Regions from separate parts of the Sus scrofa genome. Here region 1 is linked to region 2. Evidence: chromatin contacts called from public HiChIP or PLAC-seq data. All regions are on one chromosome and are shown on one strand. The core of a region is the stretch at or near the end of the contact, and the rest is flanking DNA. Distances in the headings are between cores, read along the strand shown. Region 1 overlaps ARHGAP39 (rho GTPase-activating protein 39). Region 2 holds the start of ZNF251 (zinc finger protein 251).

What was found. HiChIP or PLAC-seq counts read pairs in DNA pulled down with a chosen protein or histone mark.
Region 1: an H3K27ac HiChIP or PLAC-seq map of alveolar macrophages shows a contact between it and region 2. The contact joins the enhancer-like site here to the promoter of ZNF251 in region 2. A contact is called at or near these places in 3 of 5 promoter capture datasets (fetal liver, fetal skeletal muscle and liver), 5 of 47 Hi-C or Micro-C datasets (alveolar macrophages, embryonic fibroblasts, epiblast stem cells and 2 more) and 1 of 2 datasets of contacts at active chromatin or transcription factors (alveolar macrophages).

Annotation. Positions count from the first base shown.
Region 1 is chr4:259,492-266,396 of Sscrofa11.1, reverse strand. It overlaps ARHGAP39 (rho GTPase-activating protein 39), which reads right to left. Exons shown (of 13, transcript XM_003125457.6): 7 at 6,655-6,905. Among named protein-coding and RNA genes, the nearest start is that of C4H8orf82, 13 kb to the left of the region's middle. Within about 2 kb of position 2,221, at least 1 of the 83 cell types and tissues checked has an H3K27ac peak or open chromatin away from gene starts, as enhancers often do. A contact at or near this core is called in alveolar macrophages, where this site is marked.
Region 2 is chr4:184,732-191,860 of Sscrofa11.1, reverse strand. ZNF251 (zinc finger protein 251) reads right to left here and starts at 5,172. Exons shown (of 6, transcript XM_021090452.1): 1 at 4,365-5,172; 2 at 4,220-4,252; 3 at 3,831-3,963; 4 at 3,427-3,534; 5 at 1-630. The coding sequence starts at 4,367. LOC102158405 (a long non-coding RNA gene) reads left to right here and starts at 5,293. Exons shown (of 3, transcript XR_002343681.1): 1 at 5,293-6,463.

The DNA.
Region 1 (6,905 bases), core at 972-3,471, 77 kb before region 2:
ACCTCGTGGTCCCTAGTCGGATTCACTTCCGCTATGTCAGGTCGGGAACTCCTTAACGTCCTTTTCTAATTTTGACACAGAATGAATTGGGAAATACTCCCTTCACATCAATCTTCCGAGCTTGTAAAGAATTGCTACACAAACATGAGATGTTTGATAGCATTCACCAATGAAGCCGTCTGGGCCTGAATTTTCTTTGTGGCAAAGTTTTAAAGTACCTATTTAATTTAATAGATGTGATTTCTTTTTTTGGTGATTTATTTTGTATTGAGTGATCTTCAGTAGTTTGCCTTTCAAGGAATCTGTCCACTTCCTCTAAATTGTCAAATTTACTGGCATCAAGTTCGTAATATTTCCTTATTATCCTTTTAACATCTGTTGCATCTGTAGTGATATCATCGCTCATTCTTCATATTGGTGATTTACGTCTTCCTTTTATCCTTATCAGTCTGGCTGGAGGTTTATTAATTTCATTCATCCTCTCAAGTAATCACTTTTTTGTTTCATTGATTTTCTGCATTACTTTTTCTGTTTTTCCTTCATGGATTTCTTTTTTTTTTTTTTTTGGTCTTTTTTTTTGTTGTTGTTGTTATTGTTGTTGTTGTTGTTGTTGCTATTTCTTGGGCCGCTCCCGCGGCATATGGAGGTTCCCAGGCCAGGAGTTGAATCGGAGCTGTAGCCACCGGCCTACGCCAGAGCCACAGCAACGCGGGATCCGAGCCGCGTCTGCAACCTACACCACAGCTCACGGCAACGCCAGATCGTTAACCCACTGAGCAAGGGCAGGGACCGAACCCGCAACCTCATGGTTCCTAGTCGGATTCGTTAACCACTGCGCCACGACGGGAACTCCTCTTTCATGGATTTCTATTCTGATTTTATTTCCTTTCTTCTGCTTACTTTTGGCATAATTTCTGCTCTTTTTTTAAAGTGTCTTAAAGTAGGAGATGAGATCATTGATTTGAGATATTTCCTAATACGAACATTTAGGTGCTACAAATTTCCCTATAAGAATTGCTTTGGCTGCATCACACAAACTTTTTTTTAATGGCCACACCCATGGCATATGGAAGTGCCCAGGCCAGGGACTGAATGAGCCACAGCTCATTTAATGGCCACACCCATGGCATATGGAAGTGCCCAGGCCAGGGACTGAATGAGCCACAGCTGCGACCTATGCTGTAGCTATGGTAATGCCAGGTCTTTTAACGCAATGTGCCAGGCCAGGGATCAAAGCTGCACCTCTGCAGAAACCTGAGCTGCTGCAGCTGGATTCTTAAGCCACTGCAAAGAGCAGGAACTCCATGCAGCACACAAATTTTAATGTGTTTTGTTTACTATTTTTTTTTTTTAAATTTCAAAATACCTTTTTTGTTTCTTTTTCTTTTTTTGTCTTTTTTTTTTTTTTTTTTTTTTTTGTCTTTTTGCCATTTCTTTGGGCCGCTCCCACGGCATATGGAGGTTCCCAGGCTAGGGGTCGAATCGGAGCTGTAGCCACTGGCCTACGCCAGAGCCACAGCAACGTGGGATCCGAGCCTGGCAACGCCGGATCGTCAACCCATTGAGCAAGGGCAGGGACCGAACCCACAACCTCATGGTTCCTAGTCGGATTCGTTAACCACTGCACCACGATGGGAACTCCTGTTTTTCTTTTTAGGGCTGCACCAGCAGCATATGGAAGTTCCCAGGCTAGGAGTCGAACTGGAGCTACAGCTGCTGGCCCACCCCAGACACAGCAACACCAGATCTGAACTGCATCTGCCACCTACACCACAGCTCATAGCAACTCCTTAACCCACTGAGCGAAGCCAGGGATGGAACCAGCATCCTCATGGATACTGCTCAGCTTCTTTTTTTTGTCTTTTTTTTTTTTTTTTTTTGCTATTTTTTGGGCCGCTCCCGCGGCATATGGAGGTTCCCAGGCTAGGGGTCGAATCGGAGCTGTAGCCGCCGGCCTACACTGGAGCCACAGCAACTCGGGATCCGAGCCGCGTCTGCAACCTACACCACAGCTCACGGCAACGCCAGATCGTTAACCCACTGAGCAAGGGCAGGGACCGAACCCGCAACCTCATGGTTCCTAGTCGGATTCGTTAACCACTGCGCCACGACGGGAACTCCATTTGTTTTGTTTTGTTTTTTTGATGTGCTCAGCTTCTTAACCTGCTGAGCCACAACAGGAACTCCTCAAAAAACCTTCTCACTTCCCTTTTCACTTTAATTTAACCCACGGATTATTCAGTAGTATCTTCTTCTTCTTCTTCTTTTTTTTCCAGCCACGCCTACAGCATGCAGAAGTTCCTGGGCCAAGGATCAAGTCCACACCACAGCATCGACCTGAGCCACAGCAGTGACAACACTGGATCCCTAGCCTGCTGAGCCACCTGGGAACTCCTGATTCAGTAGCATGTTCTTTTCTGTGTGCATTCTTTTTAGGGTCTCGATTGTGGCATATGGAAGTTCCCAGGCTAGGGGTCGAATCAGAGCTGTGCTGCAGCTGCCAGCCTGCACCACAGCCAGAGCAAGACCAGATCCAAGCCGCATCTGTGACCTATGCCTCAGCTTGCGCCAACACCAGATCCTTAACCCACTGAGTGAGGCCAGGGATCAAACCTGAATCCTCATGGATACTGGTCAGATTCTTAACCAGCTGAGCCACAAAAGGAACTCCCAGTAGTATGTCTTTTAGTTTCCAAATACTCAGGGATTTTCCAGGTAGCTGTGCTGCTGATTGCCAACTTAATTCCACTGTGGTTAGAGAACACACTTTCTATGACTTGCATTCTTTGACCTTTATTGAGACTTGTTTTATGGCTCAGAAAATGGCCTATTTTGAAAACATGGCTGAGATCTGAGTCCCGGCGTTCTGGGTCCAGAGTCTTTAACTTCCACTACTCCATGGTAGCCACTTTGTTTCTTTTGTTTTCAGCACCAGGGTCATTCCCACGGCCACACCACTGCCGGCAGAAGCTGGCTCCACGTACTGCTGAGCTTTTAGCGTCTGCTACCTACTTAAGTGTCTTAGCTTCTCCACCACCTATGTGGAAATCCACCTTTCCGGGTCTGCCAAGTCAGTTTCCAGCCACTGTTCATGTGCTTTTCAGTTTCCAAAACAGAGTTGTTCTTCCTCTTCCATACTTTTTGTTCAGATGGATTTTAAAATTTTTATTGTAATAAAATATACATAACATAAAATTTGCCATTTTAACCATTTTTAATTGTACAGTTCATGGTATTAATTACATTCATATTAATGTGAAACCACCACCACCACTCAGCTCCAAAACTTTTTCATCTTCCAAACAGAAACTGTACACATCACAAAATAACTCTCCCTTTCTCCCTCCCCCTCATCAACGGCACCCACCATTCTGTCTCTGTGCCTCTGACTCCTTTAGGGACCTCACATGAGTAGATTCATACAGTACCTGTCTTTCTGTGTCTAGCTTATTTCACTCAGCATAAAGTCGTCAAGGTTCATCTATGTCGTACTCTGTGCCAGGACTGCCATCCTTCTTTAGGCGGAATGTTCCGCAGTCTGCGTCGACCACATTTGATTTATCTACGTATCCATCGATGGGTACTTGGGTTGCTTTCTGCCTCCTGGCTGTTGTGAATATGCTGCTATAAACATGGATGTACAAATACCCGTTCATGTCTCTGTTTTCAATTATTTTGGACATATACCCAAACGTGGAATTGCTGGATCCTATGATAATTCTTTTTTTTTTTTTTTTTTTTTGGTCTTTTATCTTTTTAAGGCTGCATCTGCGGCATATGGAGGTTCCCAGGTTAGGGGTCAAATTGGAGCTACAGCTGCTGGCCTACACCACAGCCACAGCAACATAGGATCCAAACCGCATCTGCGACCTATAACACAGGTCACAGCAGTACTGGATCCTTAACCCACTGAGCCATGAAGGGAACTCCAGATAATTCTTTTTATTTTTTGCTTTTTAGGGCCGCACTGGTGGCATATAGAGGTTCCCAGGCTAGGGGTCTAATTGCAGCTACAGCTGTCAGTTTACGCCAGAGTCACAGCAACGCAGAATCTGAGCCACATCTGCAACCTACACCACAGCTCAGAGCAACACCGGATCCTTAACCCCCTGAGCGAGGCCAGGGATTGAACCCACAACCTCATGGTTCCTAGTCGGATTTGTTTCCGCTGCGCCATGACAGGCACTCCTATGATAATTCCATCTTTAATTTTCTGAGGAACTGCCATTCTCTTTCCCATAGTGGCTGTATCATTTTACATTCCCTTGGGAGGTTTTTGTTTTTCTGCCTTTAAGAACCTCCTTCGCTGTTCCTTCATTATGAGATCAAGGTGGCGTGTAGATAAACGCATGTGCTCAGCCTGCCGTCTCTGCCCAGGAACTGGGTTGTGCCGAATGCATGGATGCACACACAGTGAACGCCCTCAGTCTCCTGACGTGCTCCCTGGGGAGCAGATGGGAAAGCTGCAGTCTGCTGTGTCCACCACCAAGCACCCCTGTGACGCCTGTGCTGAGAGCCTGCTCAGGGAGGTCCATCGGAAACAAACAGTGAAGTCAATTGGTGGTGGCTGGCACGAAAGTGTGACCATGCGTAAGCCGAGGCTAAGGCTGGCGGCCTGGGGTTCACTGTGTGGTCCCTTGGGGTGGCGACCACACAGCAGATGTCACACAGGTGCTGGCAGACAAATCAAGGGCGTCTGAGGCCAAGGAAGGCAGCGAGGCTCAGGGTGAGGTACCGCACACAGAGCCGGGCTCAGAACCCCCCTCGCTGTCACTGCCAGGACATACTCTGTCTCCTTTGTCTACGCACGGGCTGTCTTCCTGAGCTGCTGAGGCCTGCCTGCCTGACCAAGAGCTAGCACCCCTGTTCTTGATAAGGGCCGGCAGGAGGGAGTGGAGGCCCTTCTCGGGCCTCAGCGATGAGCAGGGCTTGGCATTAGACGCCCACCAAGGGCTGGGTCTCAGGGCTGGAGACAGGGCTCTGGCTAGAGGGCAACCCTGGGCCACAGAGATGAGACCAGATCGTCACACAGCCCTGAGGCAGACTCAGGTCCAGCTGGAGGGATCACGCAGACCAGTGTGGTCTGAGGGCAGAGACCTCACGGTGCTCTGAGACCACCTGGGCCTCAAAACCACCGCTGCCCAGGCTGACCCTGGGCTCTCTCAGTCTGGCCCCTGCCGCACAGGGGCTGGATGAAGATACATGAACCTCTGTGCCGATGGCAGTGTCCTGATACTGCTGGACAGTATCCAATCCCCAGGGAAGCCCTGGTCAAGGATGAGGACGCCTAGAGCATCCGGCCTCCATGCACGCCCACTCGCCTTCCGCTGAGCAGGTGCTCCCGAGCCCTGAGGGCTGCATGCTGAGCGGTGGCCACACACCTCCGAGCCTGTCGCTCAGGGCAGTGACATTTCCAGGCCTTTTTGGAAGAGGTCTCAGTGAACTCTGAAGCCAGTGGGGCCCATCTGCTCCTGGAAAGGTCTAAGAAGACAGGCTGTGGGTCTCCACGTGGCAGGGAGCTGCCTGAGGAGGCCTGTCTGCTTCAAAACCTGCATGCCTGAGTGAGCTCATGGCGCCCACATGGCTGACCTGCTGCATGGAGCTTCTGCTTCTCACACTTTTCCTGGGACCCGCCACTGCCCTGAAACCTCAACCCTGGGTGCACGCACACCTTGGCCCCTCACGCTTGGGCTGGGGCACGGCCCAGGCCAGACCAGCATGGATGGCCACTCCCACAGAGCGATCTGTGGCACGTTTGACCCAGAAGCTGTGAGAGTGCGCGAGTGTGAGCGTGCACACGTGTGTCAAGATGTCGGCTCCATGGCTGTGCCCGGAGGACATTCATGCATGGCGGGCGGGGGGGGGGGGGGCTGCTGCACCGGCAGATGCTGCCTACGGCCCTGGCCCCAACCCCATTCTGACCAGCCTAGGACAAGCTCACCTGGCTGGCAGGCCCACGGCCTGGAGTCCGCCTTCAAGGGGGCTGGGCCCAGATGGCCCCGATGTGACCTCCAGGAGCCCCAGGCAGATACAGCCTTGTGCTTTGCGCCACGTGGCCACCAGCAAGCGGACTCCTATGACAGTCCTGCCCTCTGACCCTTGGGCAGCTCGGGGCCAGCTCAGCTCACAGCGCCCCAATGGCCTGCTGCTCACTTCAGACGCAGTGCTGGGCCATGCACCCGGGCCCCTCCCTGCTCTCAGGAACCCCCCACCGAGACAGCCACCAGGATGGCATGAACCTGGCCAGAGCAGGGTGATCAGCCTTCAGGCTGCACGATGGCTGAAAACAAAAACAGTAATTGCACACAGGCCAACTGGCCTCCAGGGTGATCAGGCTCGTGGCCTCAGAACAGAGTGGATGCTGCTGGCAGAGTCCCCCCACCTGACAGCCTGTGGCCAAGGACTCTATGCTGTGATGGCCTGTGGCTCTTCTCGGGGCCTCGATGCCAAGAAGGGGCTCCCTGAGGACCCCACATCCGCATGGCGACCCAGGAGGTGGCCCTGGGGACGTGTGTCTGCCTGGAGAGGCTACATTCAATTTCACGTCCCTGCTGCTGCCAGGTGCCACCCCGCACTGGCAGGAAGCTCTCACCACAGCCCTCGCTCGAGCTGGTGGCAGAGCCCAGGGGCCCCGGCCCCCGCAGGGGGTCTTACCTTTGGTGTCATTGACGGGGTCCATGTGCCGGTAGATGTAACCCTCCAGGTAGGAGTGGAACTTGGGTGTGGGTGGGAAGAAGGCCAGGCAGATGGCCATGAGCTCCCAGCCGCGGGCCAGGCTCTCCAGGCGGAAGTTCTCCGTGGTCTGCCGGCACAGCTGGATGTACAGCTCATCCCGCAGGCCCTGCACGCTCCAGCCTTTGGTGGCGATCTCCAGGGCCACGTGCAGCGGGTCTGCCTTGGCGCGC
Region 2 (7,129 bases), core at 3,923-6,422:
AAGCCTTCCCACATTCACTACATCCAAAAGGTTTTTCCCCAGTGTGAATTCTCTGGTGAAGAAGGAGGTAGGAATGAAGACCGAACTTTTTCCCACATTCATTACATTTGAATGGTTTGTTTCCAGTGTGAACCTGCTGATGCAGAATAAGTCCTGAGCTGTGAGTAAAGGTTCGTCCGCATTGACCACACTCATATGGTTTCTCCCGAGGGTGATTCCTCTGGTGTTTACTTAGGTCTGAATTATATTTGAAGGTTTTGCTACAGATATCACATTTAAAACCTCTTTCTCCTGTTCTAGTTTTCTGAAGTCTAACAACATTTTGGTTCAGACTCAAGTTTCTATCAAATGTACCACATTTCTGGATTCTTTCTCCCGGAGATCTTTGCCTACACATGAAAATTTCTTTGCTGAAAACTCTCTTGTGAAGATGGGGTTTCTTCAAACTCTCCCCAAAAGGATTTCCCAGGTGTTCTTCTAGTTTATTCTCAATGTCCCAAGCTTTCTGTAACTTAGATGCTTGTGGATTACCCCTTGAGAATGTTGTTGATATCAATTCTGGTGTTTTCACTTCTTCAGAACATTTCTGGTTTAGAATGAATAACTCCTTCTCAGTCCCAATCACAGAATCTGTTACACAAAACATAACGGGAGAAACACACATCAGAAATAACATCCAAAGGAGTTCCTGTTGTGGCTCACTGGTAACGAATCTGACTAGCATCCATGAGGACATGGGTTCAATCCCTGGCCTTGCTCAGTGGGTTAAGGATCTGGAGTTGCTGTGGTGTAGGACAGCAGCTACAGCTCCAATATGACCCATAGCCTGGGAACCTCCACATTCTGCCGGTGTGGCCCTTAAAAGAGACCAAAAAAAGAAAGAAAGAAAATCCATAATCTATTAAAAGCTGCTACAGGAGTTCCCTAGTGGCTCAGTGGATTAAGGATCTTGTGTTGTCACTGCTATGGTACAGGTTCAGTCCATGGCCTGGGAATTTCCACATGCTTCAGGTACAGACAATAAATAAATAAATTTAGAAGAATACAGACAACCTTGGCAATACTCCCAGGTGGCTCCAGACCATGCAATAAAGCAAGTGTCACAATAAAGCAAGTCACACCAATTTCTTGGTTTCCTAGTACATGCGAAAGCCATATTCACACAATACCATATTCTATTAAGTGTACCACAGCATTGTGTCTAAGAAAACAATGTACATGCCTAAATTAAAAAATACTTGGGGAGCTCCCACTGTGGCACAACAGGATTGGCAGTGTCTTAGGAGCACTGGGATGCAGGTTTAATCCCCAGCCTGGCACAGTGGGTTAAGGATCTGGCATTGCTGCAGCTGTGACTTAGGTCATGACTGTGGCTCCAATCTGATCCCTGGCCCAGGAGCTCCATATGCCATGGGACCACCAAAAATGAAAACAAACAAACAAACAAAGAAAAAATCCCCAAATCTTGGGTGTTCCTGCTGTGGCATAGCAGGTTAATGGCCCATAGAAAGACATAACACATGCTCAAACTCCTTTCATGAGGTTAATACAACTTTGATACCAAAACTTGACAACAGTGTGAGAAAGAAAATTTTAAGGTTAATTTCACAATTATCAACCCAAAAACCCTAAATAAAACATTAACAAGAGCAATGAGATTCTGCATAGCACTGGGAACTATATCTAGTCACTTATGATAGAGCATGATAATGTGAGAAAAAAGAATGTATACATATATGTGACTGGGTCATCTTGCTGTGCAGTAGAAAATTGACAGAACACTGTAAACCAACTATAATAGAAAAAATAAAAATCATTATAAAAACAAACACGAGGAAAAGAAAAAATGAAAAAAAAATAAAACGAACAAACAAAAAACATTAACAAGGAGTTCCTGTTGTGGCGCAGTACAAACAAATCTGACTAGGAACCATGGGGTTGCGGGTTCGATCCCTGGCTTCGCTCAGTGGGTTAAGGATCCTGTGTTGCCATGAGCTGTGGTGTAGGTCATAGATGCAGCTCAGATTCTGAGTTGCTATGGCCACGGTGTAGGCCAGCAGCTGCAGCTCGATTTGACCCTCCTAGCCTAGGAACTTCCATATGCTGTGGGTGCGGCCCTAAAAAAATTAAAATAAAGAAAAAAATTTTAATAAAATTCAACACACATTTCCTTTTTTTGTTTTGGTTTGTTTTTAATGATCACATAAGCAGCTTAGGGAAGTTGTGCAACCCTAGGGAAAAAAAAAGAGGAATTAGAGGAACACTTGGGGGAGGAAACCAATTCATCTATAAATAGGAAAGAAAGTGGTATGGTATCAGCTCTATCTGGTCCCACAAGACTGCGGAACAGATCTACAAGTTATTCAAAAGAAGAAATGTGAGCCAAGGGTTTTAGGTCCAGCCAGGCTATCTTTCAAGCATAAAGGCCACATATGGTTCCTGCTTCTAAGTATGATGACAAACACACTGCTGGAATGGCCCCCCACGGCAGAGAAGAGCTATAAACGGGGACAAAGCACAAAAGGCAACCACCTGAAGGCGCTGGAATGGCCAAGTCACTGTGCGCTGTGGACGTGCACAGTCCCACAGGTTAAGTCCCTGCCCTGGCTACCAGCCTGAGGCTAAGTACACACTGACAATGCGCAGAGGCAGGGGCACAGGGAGTAAAACACACGGCACTTCTGGCTCCAGGAGCCAGAGATGGGAGCTGGGCACTGTGAACTCCAGAGACAATGGGAGATTCCGAGGAAGGACAGAGCCAGAAAAGCAGCCCCAAGCTCTTCACACCTGCATCACCAACCCCAGAACCACCCCCCCACAGAACAGACTCAAAGTGGCCCAGCTAAGAAAAGCGACCTGAAGGCACCAGAGTTTTCAGTTTAAGCTCAGCTATGAAAATTAGCTGTTAAAACAAAGAAAAACAACACTCTTCAGAGAAAAATAACACAATCCAGAATCTCCACTCCAAAATTAGCCAACACACAGAGTTCCTGTTGTGGCTCTGGGGAAATGAACCCAACTAATATTCATGAGCATGAGGGTTCAATCCCTGGCCTCACTCAGTGGGTTAAGGATCTGGCATTGCCATGAACTGTGCTGTAGTTTGCAGAGGCAGCTCAGATCTAGCGTTGCTGTGCCTGTGGCATAGGCTGGTTTGACCCCTAGCCTGGGAATTTCCATATGCCCTGGATGTGGCCCTAAAAAGCAAAAACAAAACAAAACAAAATTGCCTATACACAAAGAGCAAGCCGACACCCCCCCCCAAAAAAAAAGGTGTGCACGAGCTTGAGTGCACATGTTGTGCAATGTCTGCCTGAGATCACACCCAGGACTTGGGAATGAGGCTCCTCACCCAACCAGCCCCCTCTTCTAGCTCTGGAGGTGGCTGGGGAGATCACCCTAGCCAGCCCCCAACCCCCCTCTCACCTGTCCTGCTCAAAACCTCCTGTTGCTCAGCTCGTAGCAGACCCAGCACCCACCACTCTTCACCTTGCTCCAGCTGGGAGATCAGCTCTGGCTTAGACACAGGGAGTCCTGTGGAGGGGCAGGCACTGGGTGAGTGTGCGCAGGGGAGAGGGCATGGTCAGGGCAGGAGGGCTGAGAATGAGCACGGAAGAAGAATTCCCTGGTCAGGGGACCCAGGTGGCTATGGGCATCTCGAAGTGAAGTCTCTAGAACTGAGACAAAGGCAAGCACTCGCATGAGGAATATGCAGAGACCAGATTGGAACCTGGGGACGAGGGGCAGGACCCTCTTCTCTGAGCTCCAAACTGGCAAGCAGCGTCCCCAGCTCCCTAGAGGCCCCACCGTGAGCTGGCGGAGAGCCTCACCCAGCGAGGCCACGTGCCCGTAGTTCTCCAGCATCACGTCCCTGTATAGCGTCCGCTGGTCTGGGCCCAACTGCCGCCCTTCCTCCCAAGAGAAGTACACAGCCACGTCCTGGAAGGTCAGCGGCACCACCTCCTGCAACGACAGGTGGGTGCTGCCCGCGGGGCTGTGCCCACTGGGTGGACCTGTGGTGGTCAGCCAGAGGGCCAGCTGCCCTCTTCCGTCCTGAGACCCAGCTAGTCCCCCAGCAGCCCTCTGGCGGGGGGGGGGGGGGGGGGGGTTGGGGGTTGGATCCCAGAGCCCTGTCCTTGGGGTGCTAGGGCTCCTGGCTTCTCGGCGTGCTGGGCTCACCGCTCCAGAGGGGGGAGGACAGGGAGGAAGGTGAACTCACCTGGGGCGCCAGAAGCCAAGTGTGGCAGCCATCCTGGGGGAGTGGGATCTTAGGGAAGACTCGGGACCTGAGGGGGCAGCCCTGGCCCGGCCTCCCCCAGCTCACCGTCAAGGGGCAGAGGCCCACACCCAGACCCATTCAATACCATTCAGTCACTCCATTAGCTTCCAAGGGCCTGGTGAAGGACGGCAGAATTGGGTTCCTGGAGTGGCCTCCTGGGGCCACGCGTAAAGTCGCTCATAAACGTTGCGGGTCAGAGGCAATCACAAGCCAACGCGAGTCGGACTGGCCAGAATCCCACTGAAACTCCCTAGAATGGGGGAGCAAGGGCCCAAATGGCCCTCGTGGGCCCAGTGGGGCCGGGAGGTGAGGGTGCAAGCTGGCAGCTCCAGTGACCCAGCGTCCCAGGACAACCTGAAGCAAAGAACCGCACCCCACCAACAGGATGAGAGGACTGGGCGGCCGGGTGGGCTGAGCTACTGAGGGTGCAGCTGGAAGCCTGCGTCCTTCTCACCGCTTGGTCCCCAGCTTCCAAATCGGCCTCCCAATCCTGGCTGCTCCTTAGGCCAGGCTGCGGTCGCTTCCTCATTCTGCCAACAGACTCCCCTCCGACCTCTTCCCAGCCCTGCGGGCCCGGTGACTCCTCGGGTTCGCGAGCTCCGGCCGCCCGGGGCTACAGGCACAGCCCGCCGCTTCTCCGGCGCCCCCAGGCCATTGGGTGCCGACGCTCCGCGGGGCAGGCCTCCCCTGAAAGCTCCGCGCGGCGGCCCCTGGCCAACGCGACCCTGGCTGAAACCTCCCGAAGCTCCGCCCGGACGCACCTCGGTCCCCGGGGCCCGCCCACCGCACTAGAGCGCGCCCCGCCGGCAGGCGCCCCTCTAAGGCTCGCGCCCCAGGCGAGCGCACGCGACCGGCTTGCACACCTGCGCGCACCGGTCAGCCCGCGGCGGGGCAGGGCCGCCCGGGCCGCGCTGCGCACGCGCAGGACGCCCCGCCCCGCCGGGTGGCCGCGGAGGGCGCCGCAGCCGGTGCCCCAGGACGGCCCACGGGGACGATCCGGCCGGAAGCGGCCGCGTGGTCCCGGCCCCGCCCTTCCGGGCGGCCGGGGTTCAGCGGACCCGTCCCGCTATGCCTTGCTCTTGGCTCCGGGCTGGGCGGAGGTTCGAGTCGGACCCGCTCTGCCCTCCTCTCCGTCTCCAGGGCCGCACGTGTCGCCGGATCGCTCCAGTCCGGCGGCGGGGCTCACTCAGCTGCGTTCCTGTCGGTAACGAGCACAAGCTCGCAAATAAGGACGCAGAGTGAAGGTGTTTAAATCACACCTGTCACTCGGAGGAGGAAGGGACGGGGTAAGGGTAGGGACGTTAGGTGACACCGAGGACCCTCTTGTCTTCCAGACGCGCTGCTGGAATCAGGCCACCGGTTCAGGTCTGAGCTCGAGGCAGTCAGGTAGCAGGAGGATATCCAAAACTTTAAACACCGTGCAGAGACGTCACACGGGATTAAAACGCTGCCAGGCTGGAGAGTGTGTTGCTGCTGGCGGGGTCTGATGAGCAGTCTTGAAATCAATGCAGCCGAGTATGCAGCCCCATGAGATCAGGTAGTACTAGTGCTGTGTTTTGTCCACTAGGAAACCACCAGCCTTACAGCAGCGGCAGGAGCGTAGGAAGCATTCTGTAAATACTGGGTGAGCACTTGGATAAAAGGATAAAAGGCTGAAAGGAAGCACATCACTCTAGTTTTAAGACTGCAAAGTACATATTTGATTGCCTTATTTTCTGAGGCTTTCTGAATTGATACACCTCCAGCTTATAGGGTTGCCAATTGCCGGGCAAACAGTCCATGCATAACAGCACAGCAGGTGACAGGATCACGACCACATTTCTGTAGATTCCCTCAGCAAGGAGCACAAATGACAGATCATTTATTTCTTAGGCTCCTCAGACCCACAAGATGACAGGAAGCACAGACAGCAGATTCCTCTGTTGCTTGGCATCAACTCCAAACCAAACTACCTCCAGGCAGCTTTGCTCTGCAGCTGTACCCCAAGGGAAACAAAATGGAAAGTCCAGTAAAGACGGCATCACAGTTGATTCTACAAGATTGATTGTCTTCCTTTGTTTCCAGGGAGCCTCCGGCATTCTGCCAAGACTCAGCTCAGGCTGCAACTCAGCCTTGGCCACATGGCCAGTGTGGAAATGTACAGAGCTGTTCCCTGCACTAATGACCTCCCTTTTGCTAAAACCAGTGCGTGCGTTTTATTATTTTTTTAAGTTATCATGTTATTATAATTAATTTTCGTCTTTTTTTGTGTGTGTCTTTTTGCTATTTCTAGGGCCGCTCCCGCGGCATATGGAGGTTCCCAGGCTAGGGGTCGAATCGGAGCTGTAGCCACCGGCCTACGCCAGAGCCACAGCAACGCGGGATCCGAGCCGCGTCTGCAACCTACACCACAGCTCACGGCAACGCTGGATCCTTAACCCATTGAGCAAGGCCAGTAATCGAACCTGCAACCTCATGGTTCCTAGTTGGATTCGTTAACCACTGAGCCACGATGGGAACTCCCCTTCTTTTTTTTTTTAATGGCACACAACAGCATACAGAAGTTTCCAGGCTAGGGATCAAATCAGAGCTGCAGCACCACAGCTCACAGCAATGCCAGATCCTTGACCCACTGAGCAAGGCAAGGAATTGAACCCATGTCCTCATGGATATTAGTCAGGTTCATTACCACTGAGCCGCAATAGGAACTCTGACGCATATTTTAGTGTTCATCTTATTCTACCTCTCAGAGATAATTGACACAATGGACCTACTATCCTTTTTTTAAAAATAACTTTTAGGAGTTCCCTTGTGGCACAGTGCGTTAAGTGTCCAGCATTGTCACTGCAGTGGCCCAGGTCGCTGCTGCAG